Linked DNA regions of Danio rerio: region 2 is linked to region 1. The links are chromatin contacts, called in public Hi-C maps. All regions are on one chromosome and are shown on one strand. The core of a region is the stretch at or near the end of the contact, and the rest is flanking DNA. Distances in the headings are between cores, read along the strand shown. Region 1 overlaps hmcn1 (hemicentin 1). Region 2 holds the start of hmcn1 (hemicentin 1).

Region 1 (6,662 bases), core at 812-3,311:
GTCTGTGGAGTCACTTTAAGGTTGAACGTTTTCTGATATTTTCTGATGTTTCGAACGCACAATTGAATCGGTTCATTTCTGTCCCTGTCAATATGATTTAGAACCTACAACAATCGTGACATTCTCTTAAACTCACAAAGTGAAATTCTGAATTACTTTGGATTCTTACCTGATTCTTACCTGAAAAAACAATGGATGAAAAACCCAAAATAGCTACAGAAAACATTTAAACAATGTTTGACCACTTCATATAGCCTGATTTTGTTAAAAAAAAACGCTCTTTTTGTAACAAATTTAATTTGGTATAATTTGTATCTTTATTTTAATATATAGTTTGTTGGCCAGTTATCTACAAAATAAACAAAAATAACAAATTAATTGTAGGTGAAATGATGTGCAAATAATACTTTTTCAATAATCTGGAAATTATAAATTAAATTTAAGTAGACCTATTATAACATGTAACAGTATTTCTGACAATTTTCTTTATAATTTGAATATGAATTACAGTATCGCGATACTACTTGGTATCGTAATACTTCAGCTGGTATAGTATCGTAAAATGAATTATTGGTATTGCGACAACCCTATTATTATTATTATTATTATTATTATTATATTAGTATTTATTGTTCTAATACTGTTGCTTAAATCATTTTAAATGGCATACACAAACAAACACAATTAAAATGAATTTAAAGGAAGTGTGTTGAAATGTTTTCATATTTAATGTTGAAGTAGTTGTCATTTTGTGTTATATTAAAATATAAAAATATTTCTGTTTCTTATTTATCATCTCCGTCTCCTCTATCATTCTCTGCTTCCTTTTTTTCCCCTTACCCTCTATTTTAGTCCTGCTCCTGCTGCACTAAGACACTTCATGGTTTCTGTGTGTCAGACATTGGCTTTTTAAACAGCTGTCACTGTTTGACTGACACAGTGCATGTGCGTGTGTGTGCGTGTGTGTGTGTGTGTGTGTGTGTGTGTGTGTGTGTGTGTGTGTGTGTGTATGTAATCACCACCTGCTGGGATTCCTGTGCTGTGCTAGTCATTATGGTCCCTTTGAAGTGGGACTGCTGACACAGTGATGCCAAGCCAGACCACAGAGTCATCTGCCATAATCATTTACACAACATTACTTTGACATGTACTGTCCACACACACACACACACACACACACACACACACACACACACACACACACACACACACACACACACACACACACACACACACACACACGCACACACACACACACACACACACCATTCATAGCCCCATTCAGATGTTCATCACTGTGTTCAGAGGGTCTGGAGAAGTTCTAGACATTTCTGTACATCTTACCATCTTTGGTGGACAACTTTTCTTCCTTTTCCTGCCACCAATTCATTAACTCTTATTAATAGGCAATCAACTTTTATTATGTCTATCAATCAGTTCATTTATTGATTAATCAATAGATTCATTAATTCGATCACATACATTTAAACGATCCGTATTAACGATGTAGGTCATCAAAAAAAAAAGAATTATTATTATTTTTGTATTTATTACATTTTATTTGTTTATTTTTATATTTTCTGTTTATGTTTATCTTCTTTAATGATTGACTGAGGACCTACTGTACATTTTTTACATCTTGGATGGCTCAAGCATAAGTAAACCCACATCATATTGACGTTTCTCAATAAGTGTATTTTAAATGGACAGATTTCTGGTGCTGCCATAGAATTTACATGCTAAAAATACGTCATCCATGTTCCAGATCAATTTGCTCATTTATATATTCCTATGAATTAAAGTAGCCTATGGCATAGAAGAGTGGATGAGGAGGTGTTGGTGAGGCTTAGCGTCAGTGAGTTGTTAAAACTGAGCCTCTAGGCAGACAGAGTCTATTAGAGTACAATTTAGTGAGTAAGACCTGGGATAATTACAGCTTTACTACTAAACACAGAGTGACCCCTAAACTGCAATGGCTTAACTGCCTGAGCATGCAGCACACAGCAGCTCCCGTGCACAACAGACGCTTTTTGTCTGCCAGGGTCCAATTTAATCATGACAGAGTAGAGCTCTGGAAATTACGTCAGTCATTCCAGTCAACCTTTCCATTGGAAATACAGTAGAAGTCCTGGAAAGCTCTGTTCCTGTTGAGTGCTGCATGTTAGCCATGTTACTGATACTTAAAAACTTTAACAGTGGCCTGCTCTGATCCGAAAACTAGTGAGCTACTTGTGCAAGATAAATATTGTGTATATGTTTTTGGTATAAAATAGTTTTGTTTTTGTTATGGCGACATGGTGGCTCATGTCACAGGTTCGAGGTTCGAGTCTCGGCTGGGTCATTTGGCATTTTTGTGTGGAGTTTGCATGTTCTCCCTGTGTTTGTGTGGGTTTTCTCCGGGTACTCCAGTTTCCTCGACAGTCTAAAGATTTGATATATAGATAAATTGAATAAACTAAATTGGCTGTAGCTTATGTGTGTGAATGAGAATGCATGGATGTTTCCCAGTTCTGGGTTGCAGCTGGAAGGGCATTGAAGAAGATTTCTATTCTCTCAGTGTGAAGTATTTTCTAAGTGTAAAGCAGTTAATTTTTTCTTCACAAAATGTATGTAGTGTTTGCAGCAAACATGCCAGCATGTGTTAAAAATACTGTGTAAGATGAGTATACCTGCACAGGAGCAACACTAGGAGAAGGCTGAGTGACTGATTGTGTAGAATAACTGAATATGTAAAGCACTGATCATATATGTTAAATACTTCTATGAAGCTATATGTGTCAGAAGTTAGAATGAGTAACATATTATCAAGTGATTATGCTTTCATGACAATGTATGTAAACACTTAGCTCCTTTGCATAAGTTGCATCTATATTTGCTGACATAGACCTGTAACATCTCTGTTGACATGAGCTAGTGGGCTGAGAGCCAAGAATAGCAGGACCCCTTAGACTAGAAAACCTATTCAAAAATGGTCAAGAGTTAAAAAGAGACACAGGGGTGTGTCAAAAAACATTTATAAAGATTTTGGAAACACACAGAAAATTTAGAAAGTGTCCAGGAGAGACTTCAGAATGCTCTGGGGTCTGCTCTGCTCTTTCTCGGCTTTATTATGAAGAATAAAGTCTATTTTCTGATATTCAAAACCTCCTGTCTGATAATTTCTAATTGATGAAAAGTCGAATTACGAGAGCATCCGCTGTGTAAAACATATGCAGGATAAGATGGCGGTTCATTCTGCTGTGGCGACCCCTGATGAACAAAATGGACTAAGCCGAAGGAAAATGAATGAATGTTTTTGTTATATGTTTTGCAGTGTAAATTATTTGTGTAATGGCAGGCTTGTTATCAAATTACATCACAGGAATTTGATACCACATTCTGTTAGAGAATGTGTATCTTTTAAATCATTTAAGTATATTTAAAAAAAAAATGGCTTCTTAATAATTGACATTGTGAACACGAGGCTTTTGATGTTGTTGTTGTGGCTGTTATTCGTCGTTCATTTGAGTATTGTTTATAGTTAAAATTTTTATTTTTATTGGTATGGCCTTTAACATCTGACTAATGGACCACCAATAAAAACTAGCCTTTGGGCTAATTTGGGTATAGTTACATTCTTGGGAAATGTTCATTATTGTACACTGTCTCGTGTTGTGAAATAAATAAACACATTTCAGTAAACTATTCCTGTAATGGCAAGATTTTTCAATTGATCTTTCAGAAACAATGCAAATTTGCTGATTTGGTGATAAACAAAGTTTTGTTGTTGCTTTTGGTTTATTAGTATAATAACTTTAGTATTGAGGCGATGCAGTGGCGCAGTAGGTAGTGCTGTCACTTCACAGCAAGAAGGTCGCTGGTTCGAACCTCGGCTTAGTTGGCGTTTCTGTGCGGAGTTTGCATGTTCTTCCTGCATTTGCGTGGGTTTCCTCTGGGTGCTCGGGTCTCCCCCACAGTCCAAAGACATGCGCTGCAGGTGAATTGGGTAGGCTAAATTGTCCGTAGTGTATGAGTGTGTGTGTTTGTGTGTGTGTGGATGTATTCCAGAGATGGGATGCGGCTGGAAGGGCATCCGCTGTGTAAAATTCTGCTGGATAAGTTGGCGGTTCATTGCGCTGTGGCGACCCCGGATTAATAAAGGGACTAAGCCGACAAGAAAATGAATGAATGAATGAATGAATATTAGTATTGAGTTGGTGGTTCATTCCACTGTGGTTACCCCTGATAAATAAGGAACTAAACCGAAGGCCTTGTATTTACTGGTGTTTGTTATTGTTTAATGAGTCCCTACTGTAAAGTATTGATTTTTTTCTAAAATATTTGACCCCAAACTATTGAATGTATCAAAAACTCAATAGAAAAATCCAAGAATATAGACGAGGTGATACAGTTCACACTTTTAACTCAAATAGAAACTGTGGAAACCCATCACCATCTTAAACCAGCATTTTACACAAGCTGAAACTAAACAACAATAGTCTTATCATTATGTTTTTGAATAATATGTTTTTATTTTGACCTTAAAGCAACCCAGAGCAATACAAAAAGCAACAACAACTATAAAGAAAGAAAACAAAAGGCAAACGAAACTTAAAAAAAGAGACAAAATACTTTAAAACCATAGATACATCAGTTACCGACAAAGGTTAACAATGTTACACATGTAGGCCAGTGGGCACAGGCAACATGGTGATCTTGCAAACAACGACAGGGTCATACCTTTAAACTGTTATCATTGACATTTGACAGATAATTAAAAAAGGGTTTCCAGGTGGCTTCAAAGCCAGCAATGCTATCAGAAAGATTGTGTCTAAGTTTCTCTAAATGTAAAAGTACTAGAGAATTCAGAAAGCCAGGACTTAAAAAGTGGATTTGATGCCTTTTTCCATAGACAAAGATAATTTTTTTAGCTCCCACCATTCCATATTGTATAGCTTTTTTAATTTGATGATTGAACCCACGAAGTGAGTCAGGCCAACCAAAAACAGTGATTGCTGGATCAGAGGTGAGGTTAGCAACAATAAGCCTTAGAGTAGAATCTGAAAACTTTGGCCATGACTAAAAAGATGTCCCTTGGAGCTCTTCAAAGATTCACATTTGTTACAGTTAGAGAAGATGGAGGGGTTGAGTTTGTTAAACCCTAAACTAAGAAACATACAGTATATCTTAAGGTTGTAGTTTTATGCTAATTCAACCAGGGCTGTTTAGTAAAACCTTTAACTTTTAAAAACGTTTAAAACTCAAAGGCAATGGTTAATCAAATCTTAATGGCAATTGGTTTCTACTAAGTGTACTATTTGGGTTTAGACTGCAGGTAATACTTAAGGTAATACTGAACGCAAAAAAACATAAAATTGTGGTATTATACATACAGGACTTTGCCTTTATACAGTACATGCTAATGCCAAACTTTAACAGTGGCTTGCTCTCATCCAAAAACATAAATATTGTGTATATTTTTATGATGCAAAATATCTGTTTTGTTTTGTGTTATTTATTTCTTTAATGACAAGAGGCGGCACGGTGGCTCAGTGGTTAGCACTGTTGCCTCACAGCAAGAAGGTCGCTGGTTTGAGTCCGGGCTGGGCCAGGTTTCCTCCGGGTGCTTTAGTTTCCCCACAATCCAAAGATATGCTCTATAGATAAATTGTCTGTGTGAATGCGAGAATGTATGGGTGTTTTCCATGTGCTATTTGGCAGTCACACAGAGTTGCTGCCTATTAAAATCATTCTCAATTAAATCACTTGCATAGTTCTTTTTCATTTAATATATTTAAAAAAACACCCTATATAGGCAGCACACTAGGTTTTGGAACAGAGCTATATCATGTGCATTTCCTGTCTCGGGCCATGATGTCACACATCCTGCGGTGCTGGAATATGGGACAGACAGAGACTGGAAGTCAGAAAACAGCGGAGACACACATCAGATTAGCTCCGGCAGTCTCATTCAGCTGGGCTGCACATCATGAATTGATCAAGGGCATACCTCAGTTTCAGCAGCTCAGGGAATCTGGAACCAATAATCCCACTTTAGTGTTCTGTAAAAAGGGAGAAGGGATGATGGGAGAATTGCTGTGAAATGGGTTAGACTGATTCCAGAATAATATCATGGGTGTAAAGCAGGACATTTTTACAGGGGTGTTTCGGGGACCACATGCGAACAATGATTGGATGCAAATGTTTACAAACACACGTCAATATAGTCAAAATTATACTACTACATCCAACTGTTTAGTGATATATGACCCAATATGGCCCTTGTTTCTTATGCTTTATTAATCCAACACCCCCATTCTTCAATATTATGAGTACTCCCCAGGTTTCATTCAATTTTTTCATTGATTTATTGGTATAATATCTCAAAATATATTGCAGAACGTGGTCAACTAAACTAAATGTGGCATGACTAAAGGGCATTCAGCATTATAAAACTGACTATGGAGTAAAACGTCTATTCAGGCTGCCTAGATATCACACTGTTAAAATACATTTTCAGCAAAAATTAAGGTTTTCACGATTGTGGAAATTCCCATTCTCCAAAGACAAAATTTAAATAAGAAATATTTAGATTTGTAGTGTTTTGTTACATGGATGATTGCTTGGGTATCCTAGTGGATCCTGGACCCCTAGTCAAGAACCATTGTTTGATTACATTTGAT
Region 2 (7,162 bases), core at 930-3,429, 50 kb before region 1:
TTGCTCTTTATTCAAAGTGTGCTCCTTTTTTCTTTTTTACTGCTTCATACTATTTAACTGTATGCAATGTGATATGGCGCGCTCTAGTGGACAACATCTTTTTTTCTTTTCTTTTTCAAGGTTGAGGTTTCGATCAGTCTTGGCTAAATTATTTATTCAAAGTCAGAAGGAAATCCTCTGGTAGTGGTGATCCGTTCAGAAACATCTTTTACCCTCTTTCCTTTCATCAGTTTCAAAATTAACAGGAGTTTCAAAGAAGACCATGGAACGAATTAACAAAATATTCTGATCCTGTGTTTAAAGCAACAGCTTTCAAGGTTTATTATATTCACTCATCATGTGTGTGTGTGTGTGTGTGTGTGTGTGTGTGTGTGTGTGTGTGTCAACAAGTGTGAAGTCAGAATTATTAGCCCCCCTTTGAATTTTCTTTTAAAACATTTCCTAAATAATTTTTAACAGAGCAAGGAAATTTTCACAGTATGTCTGGTATTGTTTTTTTCTTCTAGGTAAAGTCTTCGAATAAAAGCTAGAATAAAAGCAGTTTTAAATTTTTTAAAAGCCATTTTAAGGTCATTGCGTCATTTTAAGGTCAATTATTAGCACCTTTAAGCTATATATTTTTTTCAATAGTCTACAGAACAAACCATTGCTATACAATAACTTACCTAATTACCCTAATCTGCCTACCCTAATTAACCTAGTTAAGCATTTAAATGTCACGTTAAGATGAATACTACTGTCTTAAAAAATATGCTATCTAGTAGAATACTATTTACTGTCATCATGGCAAGGATAAAATAAATCAGTTATTAGAGATGAGTTATTAAAACTATTATGTTTAGAAATGTGTTGAAAAAATAAATGTATGCATCGACAGATGTGGGTGAATTAGTGACATTTCTATTCTCTTGCATCTTTTTCCAAAAAATACTATTACCATCTCATTAACCAAAGTGGCATTTATTTGTTGTGGATTGATATGCAGCCAGCTTAAAACTGATAACCAGGATATGTTCATTGATTCTTCTACCATACGTCGCTTTCCCCTTGGCTGCTGTTTTGCTCCTGTTGTCTTTTCCTCTTTTTTAACTGCTCCATTAGGCCTACTCACAAAAATCTGCTTACCCCTATCCTTTCGAAGTTTTGTGGACTACAAGCAAACTTTCCACTTTGTCAAACGTTTTACATGAAAACTTACCACCAACAATAGGGTAACTTCACATTTCACAGTTACCCTTGCAGCTTTTCCCTTCATTGTCTTCTGGCAGTGGTTGCAACTCATCGCAGTATCTGCAGCCTGCCATTAGGTGGTAGCAAGTGAACAAAAACGCAGACAACCAAGTTCTGCATTAAAATGTGTCACTACATTGCTTGCATATTACATAGAATTGAATACATGTACATTGTATATTAAGACAGTTTTTTGAACTTGTCGAGACATTTTCGTTCATCTAAATGTAAGAATGCCAAATGTTTTAGGGTCGTGTTTGGAGTTAAGGTGGGATATAGCTAAACTGGTGTGTGTGGTTCAGGTATTGTAAAAGAAGAAGAAGGAAATTGTTCCCTCAGAAAGGTTTTAATACCTAAAAATGACTTGTTGATCGTGATCTGAATGTTTTTTGAATTTATAAAAATGCTAAATGTTTTCTCTGTGGGTTGTATTTGGGTTAGGGGTTAATACAGACTGTACAGTACCATTATGTCTTTGAAAGTTGCATTATGTTAAACATGGATATCCAAAGTGTCTGTTGAGTTCAGAGAAATTGTATTTTTTATTTATTTTATATTTTTTTATTTCATTAATATTTTGTTAATTTAATTAGGCTATTTTTTCCTGTTGTTGTGATTTTTATCTTCACATGGCATTATTATTTTTGTGCATTCATTTGCTGATTAGTAAGACTTGTGTGTAAATTCGACAGTATCCAGGACATTTTCTTTTTGAGGCAATAAAGTATTTTCCATTTTGACCCATGTTCATATTATGATGTAAGCGGTTTCATTTATGCTCTTTTTAAAATTGTGTACTCGTTTTTTATATGGAGACTCGTAAAATGTAAACCTTTGCTTCATGGGTCATGTAAATACACACAAGACCCCCTCGCGACCCCAAAAGAGCTGTAGACCAATAAGCGCGAAGCTTCTTAATACGACGAGTCAGAGTTTGCCTGAGGTGCTTCTTCTCTCGCGTCTGGTAAAAGAAGTTAATAGTGGATCAGCATTTGTGGAGGCGACAGTTTGTTGAGAAACTCCAGAGGCGCAGGACGCGCGCGCACTAAAACAAACTCAAAGCATCCTCGCGCAAACGACCGTCAGAAGAAATCTGACACAGTGCCTCCTCAATTTTTTTTTTTGTCTTTTTCAAGACTTATTTTTTTCCCAATAGTGTCTCTGTTGTCAATGTAACCAATGTTTTGTAAATTTTTTTCAGCTCGTCGCTGATTTCTTCTTTTTTTTGCGTCGAGGTTATTTTTGTCGAGAAGCAGTTGGGAATCGCAAGATGGACTTGATAACTTCGCCGTTTTTTCTTGGTCTCATATTAGTTCTTAACGTTTTGTCAACAGCCCAGGACCCAAAAGAAGATGTCCCCGAGGGAGCCTCCACCTTAGCGTTTGTGTTTGATGTCACCGGCTCCATGTACGATGATTTAGTGCAAGTGATTGAAGGAGCATCGAAGATTTTGGAAACATCCCTCAGCAGACCCCAAAGACCACTATACAACTTCGCCTTGGTGCCGTTTCATGACCCAGGTACATACGAACACGTTCCATTCGTTTAAATGGTTTTAATACAATTCTTTATTGCCCCATAATAATAGATTTTTTTTACTGATAAGTAACCAACTCCTTTCTTTTTTTATATTTTAAATGTTTTGCTATGTCTTTCAGTAATACGTCTAAAAATTGACAGATTTTCTTATAGTAAATGTTGATAAATGTGCATGTTTAAGCACAATTCTAATGCAATGTGGTTTGTTCTTGAAACTAGAAAAATAATTTTGTGACATTTTCTTTAGACATATATTGTGTTGTACAAGTAAATATATCCTGTATCAAGTACGTTTACAAATGTAGTTCATCTTAAAGAGGACTTGTTGCCAGAAACATGACAAATCTGTTAGTTTGTTGAGAGCTGCTTCATGCTAGTGTCTCACACCTACAGGAGGTATCAAAGCATTGTTTGTAGTGCCCAGATGTTCTGTGCACTGAATTCACTGTCATTATCATTCCGTCTATTCAGGCGGAACAACCTTGGAAGCATTTAGATGCCTGCAAGTGCTGCCTTTTTCCAAGGAACATACTTTAATAACTGTACAGGACAGTTAGGATACTCTTGTAGCACTAATAATTAAATATGTGTCCCAGACAAGTAAGTTGCATGCACCATAGAGTTTTGTCCATCTGAAATATATCTAAAATATATCCCTGAAAAATGGATCAAAGATTCACATTTCACTCTCAACATGGTCGATTCTTTGTCATGTCAACTTAAGAGTGTGTTTTTGCTTTGTAATCTTTTCAAGTACAAAGGCAAGTTCACTTCACTAATCTAAACAAAGCCAAAAAGAGAAAATGGCATTTAAATGATATAATTGCAGGGTAAGCAACATGTTGTGGTAAATATGGTAGTACTGATGAAAAATGAGTCTCCTAACTCCGTTGAAGAGTCAAAAGAAAGTATCATCTAAAGAGATGTAAAGCCTCCCCCTTCTCCGTTCCCAACCTGAATCTGACCTAAAGTGTCCAAATGCTCCACTCCAAATACATTTTCCATCCACTCCTTGGGGCGCTCAGGAATTTCTTTCAAGATGCATGCTGTATCTGGTTATTGCTTCAGAATGCGCTGTCCACTGTAACTAAACCGAAAGATTTGCAACACAAAAGAAGACTCTTAGAGAGGGAGAGGGAGATCGAGATTGACTGTTCCTTCGCAAAATCGCTAAATCACTATTCCAGATGTGTGCAATCATGTTCTGAAATCAGGCTTGTGCCTATTTGTTTTTGTTATTGTAGATCGTTTTACGAAGGCTTGCAGATGGGAAACGCGGCCAAAGGAGAGGAATATGCATTATTTAGACAACACATGACATGAGCAGCTTATTTGTCAAAAAAATATTAATCTGCGAGTAGATTTCTGAAAAGCGTTTATATGATAAATTAAAAAACAACTGTACTTTCAGGGGAAAAAAGAGCTGGATCAAAATAAAATGGTTGGTTCTGTGTGCAGATTTGAATTCTTGACTAAAAAGAAACCCATCCAACTCAAGTAAACAGATAAAACCAATAACAGCGTTTCAAATATTTAACCCTGAGTCATTCTAAGCCATGAGTACATGGAGCTCTTGGTTATCGTGTTTCACACTGTTTATAATTTACACAAATATAACAATTAATCAGGGGTTTTCATCAGATGACAATTTGCACTATGCATTGTTAAAATTGATTATATTGAGCAAAACATGCAACCTGTTTACATAAATTCTCTTGCATCAGGCATGCTCATATACTGCCATCAGGTTTCTTTTTCTGCATGGACTCTTCAGATTATAGAGGTGAGAATGAGAGTGTCTCATTCTTTGCTCCATCTAAAGCCTTTCCCACAACAATTTGACATCTTTCTGAAACAGTTGTATACAACTGCCAGTGAATATGAGAAACTCGATTGGCTTTTCATCCTGCAACACTCTAACAACACTTAATTACAAGCATGAAACCTTCCTGTACCTGGGGTTAAAAGCTGTGTTTAAAACACAATAACCCAGGGTCAAGTACTGTGTGAAACATCCTGTGGATTTTTTTAAAGTTGTTTCATTCAGATCATACTGTAGTGTGGATGGACGAAATGCATGCATCTTGTATCTCTCCGACTGTGACCTGGAAGAGGAAATAGAGAGTCCCTTGGGCAGTGAATAAGGGTTAATAGTCAGTAGAGGCTTCAATGAGTTTCAGATGTGCAGAGATCTTTTAAAGAGAATTTGGGCCGTTGATCAGTGTGTGGCCACGGGCTCTCTGTGCTACTGCTTTCCTGAGAGATACAGTGATGTACTTCACATATACATACACACATACTGTAGGCCTGTAAACGTGACCCCTTGTAATCTAGTTCTTGAGCTTGCACGTGTTTACAACCTTTTACAATCCTTTTGCCACAAATTTCAGAACCCTGATGTCAATTTTCAAAACTCTAGATAAAAAACTCTAAACAGTCACTGCTTATGACACTGACTCTCCAGTGTTCAAAGCTCTGCGAGCAGTGTTGATTGTCTTTAAAGAAGTTCTGCATTTGCAGGATCATTGATTCACATTCATCATACAAATACTACAGGAACCACATTGTGGTGGCGCAGTAGGTAGTGCTGTCGATTCACAGCAAGCAGCTGGTTCGAGCCTCGGCTGGGTCAGTTGGCATTTCTGTGTGGAGTTTGCATGTTCTCCTCACATTCACGTGGGTTTATTTCCGGTACTCCGGATTCCCCCACAAGTCCAAAGATATGCGGGACAGGTGAATTGGGTAAGCTAAAATTGTCCGTAGTGTATGTTTGTGAATGAGAGTGTGGTAGTGTTTCCCAGTGATGGGTTGCAGCTGGAAGGGCATCCGCTGCGTAAAACATGTGCTGGATAAGTTGGTGGTTCATTTCGCTGTGACCACCTTAGATTAATAAAGAGACTAAGCCAAAAAGAAAATGAATGAATGAATACTACAGCAACATTACTTTAGATCGCCAGCACACAAGATACACACTGTTTCAATAAAGTCAATCAATCATTCAGAACTTTTGTTTAAAATAAATGATACAGGTTTCATTATGGATTATACTTAAGTGTAGAGGGAAAAGTACAGAAAGTGAAATAAAGTTTTATTCGTTCAATCATAATGTAGCTTTACTGTATAATAAAAAAACACAGAACAGTAAATTTAACAAAAGTGTTTTTCAATGCAAGTCCCCATTTCGAAAGCTGATTTATGGCATTATATAGTGCAACATAATTCAAATTACAATTAGATTTCACATACTGTATATTTATATACATATATAAATATGTTTGTGTGTGTGTGTATAGGTAATACTTGTAGATAAAATATACAACATAATAGGTATAATATTTATGTAACATATATGAACAGTTGAAATAAGAATTATTAAACCCCCGGAAATATTAGCCCCCCTGTTTATTTTTTTTCCCCAATTTCTGTTTAACAGCAAGAAGATTTTTTCAACACATTTCTAAACATGATAATTTTAGTAACTCATTTCTAATTACTGATTTATTTTGTCTTTGCCATGATGAAAGTAAATAACATTTCACTAGAAATTTTTCAGGACACTTCTATACAGCTTAAAGTGACATTTAAAGGCATCACTGGGTTAATTAGGTTAACTAGGCAGATTTGGGTAATTAAGCAAGTTATTGTATAGCAATGGTTTGTTCTGTAGACTATCAAAAAATATATAGCTTAAAGGGGCTAATAATTCACCTTAAAATGTTTTTAAAAAATTTAAAAACTGCTTTTATTCTAGCCGAAATAAAACAAATAAGACTTTCTGCAGATGAAACAATATTATCAGACATACCGTGTAAATTGCCTTGCTCTGTTAAACATCATTTTGGAAATATTTGAAAAAGAAATAATAAAAAAAATCAAAGGGGGGATAATAATTCTGATTTCAACTGTACATATTTGTAATTTTGACATGTATGACATGCGTTTTATATGTGTGAAATCCATATGAGCTAGTATGTCACATATGCAAATTGCATATACGGAAATTCCATAAATCAGATTTGTCTTCCCATAAAACAAACTCTCCTTTTTCCATAAATCAGTCTGGTCTTATGGATTTGGCCACAGGTTCTCCTCTATATCACAGTGCTAGTCAAACATCTTGGAAAGAAATTTTGTCAATGTGAATTCAGCCCTGACATTGGTCTGCTGCTATATTGGGATTGGGCTTTCTTACATACTGTAATGTTAAATATGAAAACATTGTCTAGTGGTACTTGCAACAAAGAAACCCTAAATATGGAATAAGGATGGAATCTATAGATAATGCAGTCCGGTTGGGCCATTTTCTGTGGTAACTGATGTCATTTGATCTATCCTGAAACATTCATCATCTAAACATGTAATATTGTACATCAGTTTCCATAAAGCTACTGTA

Evidence for each region. A called contact is a pair of places that touch in the nucleus more often than the background predicts.
Region 2: a contact with region 1 is called in a Hi-C map of embryo, with 1.6 times the contacts expected there. The contact joins the promoter of hmcn1 here to the enhancer-like site in region 1. A contact is called at or near these places in 2 of 18 Hi-C or Micro-C datasets (embryo and an unstated tissue).

What each region holds. Positions count from the first base shown.
Region 1 is chr20:37,510,875-37,517,536 of GRCz12tu, reverse strand. All of the region lies in intron 11 of hmcn1 (hemicentin 1), which reads left to right. Among named protein-coding and RNA genes, the nearest start is that of hmcn1, 52 kb to the left of the region's middle. Within about 2 kb of position 2,061, at least 12 of the 62 cell types and tissues checked have an H3K27ac peak or open chromatin away from gene starts, as enhancers often do.
Region 2 is chr20:37,560,860-37,568,021 of GRCz12tu, reverse strand. It overlaps hmcn1 (hemicentin 1), which reads left to right and starts at 2,179. Exons shown (of 107, transcript NM_001190304.2): 1 at 2,179-2,749. The coding sequence starts at 2,501.